Regions from separate parts of the Anas platyrhynchos genome. Here region 2 is linked to region 1. The links are chromatin contacts, called in public Hi-C maps. All regions are on one chromosome and are shown on one strand. The core of a region is the stretch at or near the end of the contact, and the rest is flanking DNA. Distances in the headings are between cores, read along the strand shown.

What was found. A called contact is a pair of places that touch in the nucleus more often than the background predicts.
Region 2: a Hi-C map of skeletal muscle shows a contact between it and region 1, with 8 times the contacts expected there. The contact joins two enhancer-like sites. A contact is called at or near these places in 3 of 8 Hi-C or Micro-C datasets (liver, skeletal muscle and subcutaneous adipose tissue).

Annotation. Positions count from the first base shown.
Region 1 is chr6:15,624,615-15,630,975 of IASCAAS_PekinDuck_T2T, reverse strand. PLAC9 (placenta associated 9) reads right to left here. Exons shown (of 5, transcript XM_013096035.5): 3 at 292-392. Among named protein-coding and RNA genes, the nearest start is that of PLAC9, 8.8 kb to the right of the region's middle. Within about 2 kb of position 2,260, at least 1 of the 8 cell types and tissues checked has an H3K27ac peak or open chromatin away from gene starts, as enhancers often do.
Region 2 is chr6:15,823,815-15,830,175 of IASCAAS_PekinDuck_T2T, reverse strand. No RefSeq gene overlaps it. Among named protein-coding and RNA genes, the nearest start is that of PPIF, 12 kb to the left of the region's middle. Within about 2 kb of position 2,810, at least 4 of the 8 cell types and tissues checked have an H3K27ac peak or open chromatin away from gene starts, as enhancers often do.

The DNA.
Region 1 (6,361 bases), core at 1,011-3,510:
ACTGGACGCATATCTTGTGGATGTTTAAGACACTGGGGACAAACATGTAAACATTTCAGCTTTCCTATAATCCCAGTGACAGTTCATTTATTGTTCTGAGTGTCTGCAGAAATGAGCAGAAACTCCTTTGTCAAGCTTTGTCATCTGCAAAATTCACATCTTGTCTTGAATCTTGTCTTATAGAATCAAGAAGGGTCAGTGGCTAGCAATGTGGTTCTTCTTTATTTTGTTTTGTCAAAAGGCTGAGGCAGAGGTCTAGTATAGTCCAGGAACCAACGCAGTAGCTCTTACCTCTTCAATAATATCCAAGCGTTCATGGATTGTATCATGTTCATGACACCAGCTTTCTCTTCCCAAAGTTCCAGGTAACACATCGACAGGTTCTGCAGCAGCTGGAAAAACAGCCACAGTTAAATTAACCAGGAATTTTTAATAACAATACTTACCTTTCTGACTTGTGTAGTTGTATTTGACATGCTAAAGATCGTGGGTTTTTTTGTTTGTTTGGGTTTTTTGTTTGTTTGTTTGTTTTGTGTGTTTTTTTTTGTTTGTTTGTTTATTTTTTGTTTTTTTTTTTAAAGAAAATGGGTTCTGTGCCAGGTAGAAATTGCCTGGTAAATACAGGTGTACCCAACTGCTGTTAATGTCTTGTGGTGATGCATACATTGTCAAAGTTGTTTGGAACAACCTGTTTTCATTTGTCCTTCTATTTGTTTGTTGCCTTTGTTTCACACAACCTGTTTTCTGTATAGAGTAAGTTTATAGACTCAGCTCTGTCTCTACAAGTATAAACCCTAAGTGTTGGGAAGATCTCGCTTACATATCAGTTCCTCTTAGACTTTCTTCAGAAACAACTTGCATGGTAAAATTTTGATGAGCAGCTGAGTTTGTCCACTTACGTCCAGAATGGGTCCAAGCTGGTGATTCCATTGTGGCAGAAGCTTGCCTGTAACAGTCTAATGTTACAATACAAGGGGAAACAAATGTGTGTACAGCTAGTGCCATTTGCTGACCAAGTCACTCATTTACAATGCTGTATACAAAATCACATATCTCTAACAGTTACCTGTGTTTATCTCTCAGTAGTCATGACTTTTTGCTCTTCGATCATCTAATTCTGCTGGCTGTATGCCATAAAAGGGCAGTACCTGCTTTAATGGAGCCAATTCTCTTCTTAGCTTTTGTGCAACATTCAGTAACTTTTGGTTTTAATACATATGGAACAGTGATAGTATTTTAAAACCCACTAGAGTGATAGCATAATTTGCATGATGTTGTTAAGTCCTATTCTTACATGAGCCCTGAAGAGGCTGTAACAATGTGCAGGCAGCAGCAACTCATTCTGTTGTTACTTGCTTGTAATGGAGAAAAGACAGAGGTGAGCTTGTGTTATAACAAACACTTAAAAACAGAAGAGGAGGAACTAGTACTGTCTCCGGTACTGTTGTGTGAGAGCCATGATTTGGATCTGACACAGGACTTCATAACAAGTCTGTGCCAAGAATTTTGGAGGTATGTATCACAAGATAGCAAACATGTTTGTAAGAACTGTAGCCATTGCAGTCTGATAGTATGGGAGGTGTACTGTGGGCTGGAGTCCTTGAGGGCAGGGAGGAGGACAGGAGTAAAGTGTGACTTTATGTACTACGTGTGCTATTATTTTAAAATTTGTTTGGCACAGTTCTAGAAAGAATTTTTGATTGTTTATTTGTAGCAAGATTTTTTGTTGTTATTTTTTGTTTTGTTTTGTTTTTTTCCTGCACCAGGAGGTGGTGCTGTTAGGACAAAAACATGAAGATGTAATCTGTCTGTTTAATACTTAAAAAAATCTGTCTGTAATCTGTTTAATACTTAGAAAAGACTTGAAATATGTCATGTAATTCAAAGATAGCTGCATTGCAGCTGCCTTTTTTTTTTCCCCCTTTTTTGTGTTTTGGGAGTGTTGTTACTTCATAACTTAGTAGTCAAGTGAACCATCCTGTTTCTAGAAAATTTTACTTACTTGCATGTTTGTTGTTTTTTTTTTCCATCACAGTTGGAATGATATGGGAATGCTGAAATTTTATGTCAGAATTGTATGTTACAAAGCAATGGCCAGTCTTTCTATACAAACCCTGGCTGTTCTGGTAATAGGACAACAAGCTGTTTTACTGTCGGAAATCAATACAATTTCTGCCTTTCCAATATTCCCAGCCTTAGCTTTCAGCATCAAGCCTGATGGCCTTATGCTGAACTGCTGCCCATTGTGTCAAAGGGAGGACCTTGAATCACAAGGTTGAGTGGGAAGTTTGGGTAAGGGCCAGCACTGGTTGTATTCATTTGTTTAAGGAGTTTGTGGCTGGCCATAAGTTACATGACAGGCTTGTTTAGTTTTTCCCTAGAAATGGAAAATACATGAGAGTCACTGTTGGCTAGCACGAGTCAGTGTTGACCACTCTTTTTCTCTGACCATGCGTCTTATATCATACTGGTCCTTAAAAGAAAAGCCAGAGCTCTGCCTTTGGAGAAGCAAAAGTTACTGTTTGTCCTGCCCAACTCTGAGCCAGAGGCTTTCTGACCTTTCCAAACTGGCACAGTGAGCATGCCTGTTGGCACTGTGCAGGGACTCCTTTTACCTTTTTCCTGACATAGGACCTGAAATCTTATAAGCGACTTTTTTAAGCAGAGAAAATATGATGATCTTACCCAAAATGTCACTTTATTCCTTGCCTTAGCTTAGCCCTTTTGTGTGAAAGAGTTTTCTGTACTACACAAACTGCAACATCATGTTGTGAGGCCTGACTTCTACTTGAAGCAGGTGTACGTAGGAGGAGAGGTTCAGTACGGTGTATGACATATATTCAAAGCAGGACATGCTGGGATAGGTATATAAAGCCGGTTTAAGGCTGTTGCATCTCACAGTGAGGTTTGCAAAACACTGTACAGTTTTGTGTATGCGTGTACACCGCGAGAACTCAGGAAAGAAGCTGCCGTGAAATGCAGGTCTTGGTGTAGTGCTTGGTACTTCGCTGTGGTTCATTCCTCTCCTCTGGTGCAGAAAGAGATGGCTTTCTGGCTGTGAGGGTGCATTGCTGCTTTATAAACTGCAGTGGGCTTGGTGAAGGAGGAGGAGATGTCTCATCCTGGTTTGATAGGGCACCTTAGCAGAACCCCAGAACTGATGCTGTGACTGAGAAAAACCTGACAGATGGTCTAGGCCTCAGTGTCTCAGGAAACATCTGAAAGCAGTTGTGAATGAGCGATAAGAGCTAGGAGGACATCTGTTTTGAAACCAAAGAAACCAAAATGTTTCTAGTTCCCAGATTGCGTGACACGGAGCTCTCTGGGGGCAGAACCAGAAGAAAACCTGTCAGTGAGGGCCTGCATCTCCCTGTCTGGTCAGTGACTTTCACACAGGAGCGGAGGCGCCCCGGTGCCTGTGGTTGCCCCCTCACTGCCGCACCAGAACAGGGTGCTTTGGGAGGGAGGGGGTGATTGCTGCCACTGGCTGGGCAGCCAGTGCTTTGGTCAGTGTAGTTTCTAGTTTTATTCTGTTTTCAGAGCTTTGGCCTGAGGCTTTGGCTGCTAGAAACCTGATTATTACCTTGTTAACCCACAGCCTTTATCTGTGGGATGGGCGGTTCACAGGACACATCCGGTGCCTTGAAAATATGGCATGCAACTGGGTCACTATGGTCAGGCAGTTCATACTAAGCAACAATTTTAATGCGCTCAAAGAGAATCACATGCTGCTTATGAGTGTTGCCCTTCTCTGTATTGCAACTGGTGAAAGAAAATGACACGGTCTGACTTCGGTGCTGACCACCTCTGGCAGCATCTTTACCAATATAATAATAGCAGCCATCTTGTAAAAGAATCAAAGAATGGAAGGCTGCAGGCCATCTAAACAAAACAGTAATGGCCTGTTAGGGTACCTCCTTCTCCTTACCGTCTTGCTGCTGAAGAAACATTTTACAAACATTAATTAGACTTCTTCCTTGCCGATGTGTCAAAGCACGTGCGCAACCCAACAACACTTTTATGGTCAGTTTTAAAGCTAACAACTTTTAAAGCTAAACTTTTCATTGTATGCTGTATAAAATACGTATTTAAGATGTGTGGTTATTTCAATTTCTGGAAGCCTAAGCAAGTATGCATGCTTATAGAACAAACATGGCATTTCGGGCTATTTTCTCGGAGACATATTTCCATGTCCTGAATATATCTTTTGAAACTTAATGGATTACTTTGGACAGATATTTGTTGCAATATTTCAGTATTTTAGAGAGAATGTTACCTTTCAGTTAAGTCCTCATCTGGAAATTTCCACTTGATGCTTCCTGCAAGTGATACGCTTCATTCAATTCTTAAAGTCCACACTACTTAATACATAAGTGGCTATTTTACAGCCAGAGTAAGGGCTCACTCATCCAAGACAGCAAAATGACCCCTACTTTATACGAAAATTACATTTTTGTTATTTATGCTACCCATCATCTACAAATTTTGACATGCTTTGTGCCTTGTGCCCTTTCTCCTCTGATTAAGCCCTCCATGCTAGGTTAATGGTGCCCATAGAAGCTGGGTAGTTCTCCTGCCTTGCACTGTCATACAGTCAGAAACCAGCAGATGGAGCAGAGAAATTGAGAATCTCTGAGTTAGATTTAAGGGTATCAGGAGATACAAGAAGTGCTCTTGTGTCTAGAAGTTTAAGCAGGACCTCCTTACGCAAGAAGTCTCCTATTGAGTGGAAGGAGGTGAAGTGGCTATGTCATTTCCTCTTGTGTGTGTGAACTTCTACATATAATAGTTACCTACCAGTATCTGAATTCTAGATATACACATACACCTGCTCTTCCACTGAATATAAAAGTGCATATACAAAGGCTGAATAGGTTTATTATTTGCTTTATAGATCTGTCTAGGTATACAGATATGTGTCTATTTGTCCATATATTGTGCAAATATATAGAGATATGCACATCTTGTTGAGGTTAGTGTCAAGATTCAGAGGGTGATGTTAACTTTCCCTTTACTAATAAAAGTTGTTACAGGATAGCTTTTGTGCTCCCCTCTATCTAGTCCCAGGCCATTAGCGCTACATATAAGAAAACTCTTGTCCCCATACCTGCGTCACAAAGACACCTGATAAGAAAATAAATAAAGATAAAACATTACATGGTTGAAAGCTAGACCAAGACAATTCAGGCTAAGATGTACATTTTTAAAAGCCAATGAATCTGTTTAGCAATTGAAGTGCCTTCTGCATTACTTGTACTAAGTATCCTACCTAATGATGCATTAGAGGTCAAACCAAAGTTGCAGGCTTGCTGTAGAAATTACTGGGTTGGGTTCTTTGGGCTGTGTTACAGAGAAGGTCAAGCTAAGTGATCGTAATGTTCCCTTTTGGTCTTAAATTCTATAAAATCCATTTTGCATCATGCTATGACCAGTGTGGTTTTGAAAGTTAACTGAGAGTTCATGTTGTGCTCAGTAGGGAGGGAGATGTAAAACAAAGCGGACCACAAGCCAAATGAAAGACAAATGAGTCTGAAACAGGAACCAGATGGCAAATAAAGAAACCTGAAATCACGTGATAGATGAAAGCAAATGAAAGAGAATATTGTTAACTGTTGAAGAAAACATACTATGGTCTGTGTTCTTGTTTTTACTACCTTAGGTTTAGCAGTATTGTTTCATTTCTGTAGCATATATCATGAAGTCGTGAGATAGTTTTGTTTTTTTTTAAGGAGAAAATGAAGGTGATAGTAATGGATTTATGTTCCAATAGTAAAAAAAAAAAAAACATCAACTTGAGTATATTTGGTGTATCACATTACCAGTTGGTGAAAAATACAATGGACCTCTGAAGGGATCTGCTGATCCTTGCTTAAATTATTCCTTATCTAAATATAGCGTTGGACTCAACTTTAAAGTGTGTATATGAATTTAAAATGTTAGTTCAAGAAATCACACAGTTTACAAAAATGGTGAATATAACTTGCAGCTGAGTACAGAAAAAGTTCAGTTGCAAATATCTATCAGTATTTGGTGCTTTCAGACCCAAGTCCATTTTAACACAAGACTGTTAGTCATATTTAATTTGGGGGAGTCATTCCAATTATGTCAACCCTTAATTAGATATGGAAGTAGTGGATTAACTTGCTGTGTCACTTAGTAGTTTCATTACCGCCAATGTGCCCAAATTCATTTTAAGTTGTATTATATATAATATAATCTGCAATAAATTTTATTGTTAGGGTGCCAAAGATTAATTGATCTGGATAGAATGTGTTGTATTGGAAATGCTGGTTGTCTTCAAGCTCTTACATGCTTGGGAGCTTATCTGTAATTGGACATAGAAGATCTTAAAGGCTGAGAT
Region 2 (6,361 bases), core at 1,561-4,060, 200 kb before region 1:
GTGTAAAGCAGCTGAGTGATGCTAGAGGAGCTAATTGAATTCACACCTGTATTAAAGTGTGGAAAAGGGCTGCCACGGCAGGTGAAGTGCAGCGTGAGGCCTCTTTGCCCCCGTGCCCGCCATTTCCTACTCAGCCGCTTCCCTGACGGGAGGGCTGGGGCACCGCTGCTGTGCCCTGAGGTACCGGAGTCCCTGTGGGCGATGCACCAGGACGATTACACCAAGCCTGTGCTAGTCTATTTTGTGTCAAAAAGTGACTGTCCGGGTTATTTCGCTTCATGTTTCACACAGCGTTCCCGGCCCGAATGCCCTGAGGCGCTCTGCGAGGAGCGGGGCGGCGGCAGGTGCCCCCCGACCCCTTCCCTCACGGCGGCCGCTGGCGGCCCGGGACTCCCGGGCGGGCTCCCCGCTGCCGCTCCCCGCCTGCCCGCGGGGCGGCGCCGCGAGGCCGCCTCAGGGCCGCGGCGGTGCGGGGCCGGCCCCGCCGGGCCAAAGCTGCCGTTTCGCTTCACTTCGCTTCACTTTGCTTCGTTTTGCTTCGCTTCGCTTCGCTTCTCCCGGCTGTGGGACGGGCGGAGGGAGGGGACGGCTGTGCCCCTGCGAGCTGCCCCCGCCGCGTGCAGGTCCGGGGGTGCCCCGGCAAAGCACAGACCGACCCCCACCAACAATCACCAGAGTTTGCGTGGCAAAGCTGTTCCAACACATTCACAGAGGGTTTTGTTTACTCTCAGGGTTTAACTGCGTTCCAGACTTTCTGCTTGCATAAATTGCTTTTGACCGAGGCTATCTGTTTTTGTTTACGAAGTTTAAATCCTTCGAAGTAAGGGCATTGGGGCACGGGGTCCTGCCCGTGCTGCAGCATGTACACTGCTGGTAGCAGCGTGTCGACAAGCAGGGCCTCGAAGAAGTAAGCTGCTGGAATGAGAGCAAGTCGTTTTATATGGCATTTCAAGGACAATGTGGATGTTCTGCCACTAGCGGAGAAACTGTAGCTGGACAGACACTTTCAACCCAATTTAGAAGCAACCAGGCCATTGACATTGTGCCCTGGCGCTGCGGGCCTGGAAGAGCTGCAGGACAGAAAGGCTGCAGCCGGGGAAGGAGGTGTCAGCCACAGAGCGGCGAGCAGCAGCCAGGCAGTGCTTTCCCTCACACGGCGCTCAGGGTGAGGGCAGCAGGACCAGGCGAGGCTGCAGCTTGAGATCCGGGGTGCAGGAAGACCCTGCTGCGAGCTGTGAGGGACACACAATGAGGGGACATGGAGGAAACTGAGTGTGGTACCAGGAGGTTGTTCTGGTACAGGGGATCGGAGTGGAAACAAGCTTGGCTGACTTCAGATGCCATGCTCAAATGGAGAAAGGCCTGGGGCACCTCAGAGCAGGAGGTTATTAGTATCCACTGCCTGTTGTTGGAGCTGAAGGAGGTGTCCTGGGACATGGCTGGATGAAAAATGTTGCTGGTGTTGTTAACTTGAGTTCAGTGCAACTATATCAGAGGTCAACACTGACTCTGAATTGCTCATTATTTATTAGCCGGTTAAGTAAACAGATCTTAAAATTAGGTCATCAGTGGGACTGATGTAGCTTGAGAAGAATGGAGGCAAGCTCTTACTCAGCAGCACAGCCGACATCCTCATCTTGCAGGACTCCAGCAAAACGTTCAGATCCCAGCTGGCCCAGGGAAGAGCAGCGTAACCGAGCAGGTAACTGGGCTCCCAGCCCTGCAGCTGCTGCTTGGGCTGCGCGTCCTCACTGTGGGGACAGCTCTTCACCTGGCTGATACTGTGCCACATGTCCTGCTTGACATGTGCCTTTGCTTGCTATGGCTTAGTGGCACTTATTTTTAGAGCCTGGCGCTGCTGCTGAGCAATGGTATCGCATGTTTGGCTCCTGCTTTGTCACCCTGGTGCTAGGAAGCTGTGGTTTCTTTTTTTTTGCATCCACATCCCAGACCTCGAGGTCTGAGCTGGGAAGGTCAGGGTGGGGGCAGATCCAGGGGCTCTGGTGTGGCTCTGTCCTCCCCTGATGGGTCATTTATTGTAACCACCCCAGAGTGATGCTGGTTTGAACCCCCCGTTCTTTTTACAAACCAGGAGAGGAAAAAAAAAAAAAAAAAGAAAACATATAACGGGGGGGGGGGGCATGCTTGGGGGGAATGACTGCCTCTTTAAGACAGGGTCAGGGAAAAGTTAAAAATGTGCAGATGCAGAGGTTTGGGGGGGAAAAACTCTGTCACCGTTCTCATTTTCACTCACCTCCTACTTAAAATTCATCCGGGAAGGTAGGCAGAGGGACACAACAGCTGCTAAAATTACTAGGTGGAAATCATTTTTAGCAGGCGCAAGTGCCTTGCGGTTTTCCTGCCCTCTCTCCCCCACCGCTCAGGCCTCGCCCCCAGCTCGCTGCAGTTTCCCCCAGAGAGACTCTCGCATTGCAGGGCCAAACTCCATCCGTCCATCCATCTATCTGTCCGCCTGATCCATGCCAGCCCCGTGGGACCCCGTCCCCAGGGACAGCCCCAGGCCCCACCACTGGCACGTCCTTGGGATGTGCTCCTGCGAGAGGCAGGGGCGTGAGGGGGCGGCGGCAGCTGCGAGCAGTTAGGCTATTGCTGGAGCCATAAATTGTGCGTTAGCTCCAAACAGTGCACGCTCCAAGTGATGCAGTGCCTTAGATTTTTTTCCTGCCTGCCAAAAGTCAGTGTTTGGTTAGGATTTTATTTTTTTGGAAGCACCGTTGCTATTAACTTGAGGGTTGCCAAGGCCAAACAAAGTGCAAAGTGTCCTTGGAGAAAGCTGCGTGATTCTGTACATTAAAAACCGGGGGGTGCCAGCACACGGCCTCAGCCTCGCAATCTGTCACATGGCTTGCATGTGCTGCCAGCACCCTATAAAAGCTTTTGCTGATTTTTTTATAAGAACGTTCCCGTGCTTAAGCTGCAGAAGTCCGAGCTTTGCATTTTTCGATCCGTTTGCTGCGTGGGGCTGCACAGCTTGTGGGAGGAGTGTGCGGGCGGCCAAGGCTGGCCGGGTGGGGGCAAAAGGTCTGTCACTTGGGGCTGGCGCACGGCTACACCCGCAATCAGAGCCACAGCCCTTGTTCCACGCCCTGACGTTGCATCGCTGTTAACCCACTAACCCTTGGCCCATCGGCTCGCTGGCCCACGCGAACAATAGCGGGTGCGGGTGTCTGCTGGCTCAGAGCAGGAAGAAGAAGCCCAACCAACTTTCTGCTAAACACTTTCCTTTGCCTGCAGAGCGAGCAGGACTGCACGGAGCTGGAGGTCTCAAAGCACAGGGTGGAGAAGCGGGAGGTTGCCGCTGGGTCAGCCACTCTGCGGTGGCCACTGCTGCCATAAGTGGCTCGTGTGGACTGGCCGCCTGTGGGGTCAAGGCAAAGCCACGTGTTTTTCTGGGCATTCCTTCTGTTTCCTTTCCAGTTGATCTGAAACCACGATGCTGCTAGATTTTGGAAAATGGTGTTCATGCACACAGATGCAGGAGCACACAATGAAGGGAAAACAAGATGCTCCTTTTAGTTGCAAGAATGACTTCATTTCTGGGGTGAACCGGTGGATTACTTGGTGGTTAGTAACAAAATGCATAGAAATTGTTTTGGAACAGCAGTGGAGATCATTGTCTTCCTCTTTTCCACCTTTCCAGCACCACTCCTTTCATGCTGAAACGAAAGGAAATGTGTTCTGTTTTTCTTTTATTTATTTTTCCTCTCTTCACAATGATATGAAAGAATTTTCCAGACCCCATCCTGGTCCGAAGGCTTTCGTCGGGGCCATAAACCTGTGTTGGGTTCAGCACACAGCCCCCAAGGGGGCCGCCCTGCAGCATGGAGGCTGGCTGGCCCACGGGGCGCAAACCCCGGGCTGTCCCGAGCTGTGTAACCACTCGGGAACGTGGCTCCTGAAGCTCACCACCAGCTCTCCCTGCGATCAACATCTGATTCTGGGGAGAGGGGCAAGAGGCAGGGGCAGATGGGGGCCTTTACTTTCGCCTGCCCATGACCCAGCAGCATTTCCCAGCTGTGGATGATGATTTTTTTCCTGCCTAATTGCTGCCCCAGTTAATGAGGATCCTATCACCTCCCATAGCTGTTTGTGAAGGTGTCTGAGGAGCGGTGAAGGGAGGGCTGTCCTCTGCTACCAGTGTCCCAGCCGAGCTGTGGCAGCAGCATCCTGCAGCTGGGGGGCAGATTTACCTATTCTTTCCACTTTCTGTTGTCTTGGCTTGCTGAACTCGGAGCGCTCTCAGTGGGACTTTGCAGCTGCAGTTGTTATTATCCCAGCTAGGAGAACTCAATTCCTTTCTTTCTTTCTTCCCCCCCCCCCCCCCCCCTTTTCAGGCGTTAGGAGCACCAGCCCGTGCCAGCTTCCTCTGCCCAGAAGCTGTCTCGGTTTCTCAGGAATGAAGCTAAATGAAGTTTTTCAATGGCTGTGAGCAGCCTGCAGATAACAGAAAATAGTTCTGTGTTGTTCTTTGCGAGTAGGGCCCCTCACAAAGTAGCCTTAACTCTATATCAAGGAGTCAAGGGGTTAAAATAATATTGTCCCAGCGTGTCATTGCTAACTAAGGTCCCGGGCTTAACAAGACCCCAAATTGTTCGTGTTCCACTGATGTAATTTGTTATCCCAAATTTTCCCCTATTTTGTTATTTCGGTGTGCTTGGCTCTAAGGTCATAGCTTCAACCCGAATTCTTCACTCACCCTCCCCAAACTGGGCAGGACTCTGCCTGGCTGATAAACCAATGGCAGTTCTGACCTCGTTTGTGCCTGATGTCATTCCCCTGAGCTGGAGGCTGGGGCTGGCTTTGCCCTCACACCAGGGAACATCGGCCAGTTCCCTGCTGCTCTGCCTGGTAGGTGGGATATGCTGGGAGTGGGTCTCAAAGGGAGAAACACCAGGAAAAATCACTTCTGCAGTCCTCAACCTGATATACATGTAGATCTTATCTAATCAATGAATTTTTTATCCCATTCCAATTCATTGTAATTTATCAGGAGAGGAGTCTTTTCTCCTGGGGATACGCTTAATTTACAAATAGTTATTTTTTTATATATTTTTTTCCTGTAGTCATACGGCTAGGTATCTCAGAGTTGGGGCACCAATGCTGAGCAGGCTTTGTGACCACCAGCAGACCATCAGCACAAATGAGCACAGACAGTATTTTACAACTATTTTCTACTAGCTGACACAGAGCCATGGAAAACTGGGGGGAAAAAATGTAGAGCAGATTGAATGAAAACAAAAATATAAGCTAGGTCCTTTACTTTTGGAAACTCTCCAACAACCTCTAATATTCATTAGTGAGATATCAGCTTTCTGCCTTGCAGGATGAACTATAAAATATTATATCTTAGCCCTGCACATTTTCAAGTTCCTTCCCCTTTATTACAGCCACTGGTTTATTAAAACTAGAAATGGACCAAGACCAAACCTCGGCATGAAACTATGTCTGAATGTCTGCCTTCAAATCCTGCTGCTTGCTACAACTGCTCTCTAATGCTTAAAATAAAACTGAACCCCCTGCAACACCAAATGATGTCTCATTCCTCCTCCCTTCATTCCCCCCATGAACAAAACTCCTCACACCTGGATGTACCGAAGCTGATGGGCTCATGGCTAGCTCCTTGCCCACCAACGCCAAAGGCAAAATTCCCAGAGTGGCTGGCAGCATCTGAGGGTCTGGTTAATCCCATCTGAAACTCTGCCCAAGCATGTATGATCAATGATGAGTTTGAAAGGATATTATATTATATTTAATTTTTTTGAAGTCCATTCATGTGACCTGCTCTGTTCGCAAGACTAGCTGGCAGTTAATTTCCTCTCGCTTTCTTCCAAAACATCCTTCCCATGTCCTTGTATTTTACGGTCTTCACTGAGGAATGTTGTCTACTGGATCATTTTTATTGGCTTTGCTTTTTAATAATCAGCATTTAAGTTTAATGCAGCGTTTTTTTGGTAACAGAATTCATAGCTTAAAAAACAACAAAGCAGCCCCTCGCTCCCTCGGATAGATTTCAAATGTGATTACTTTTATAAGTTGTAAATAAAGGGCTGGTAGTTGATGCTTAGTGGGAAGCGCTCCCAGTGTGTTTCAAGCACTGTTTTTCAGCCTCCACCGATAAGAAAACTGCTGACTTGGGGTTTTGGGAACTGCTTTTTGCTGCTCTTTTTGCTCCTGCTGCAGCTGCTCGCGGTCAGGAAACCTCGAGGCTGCAGGGGGAGAGACACTCGGCCGGGACAGCATGCAGCGGTGGCAGCAGCACACATCTGAGCCTTGCAGGGTGGATGGCACAAGGCGAGGCTTTGCGCCTCCCCACCGCGGTTCTGACTTTTCCCCAGGGCCA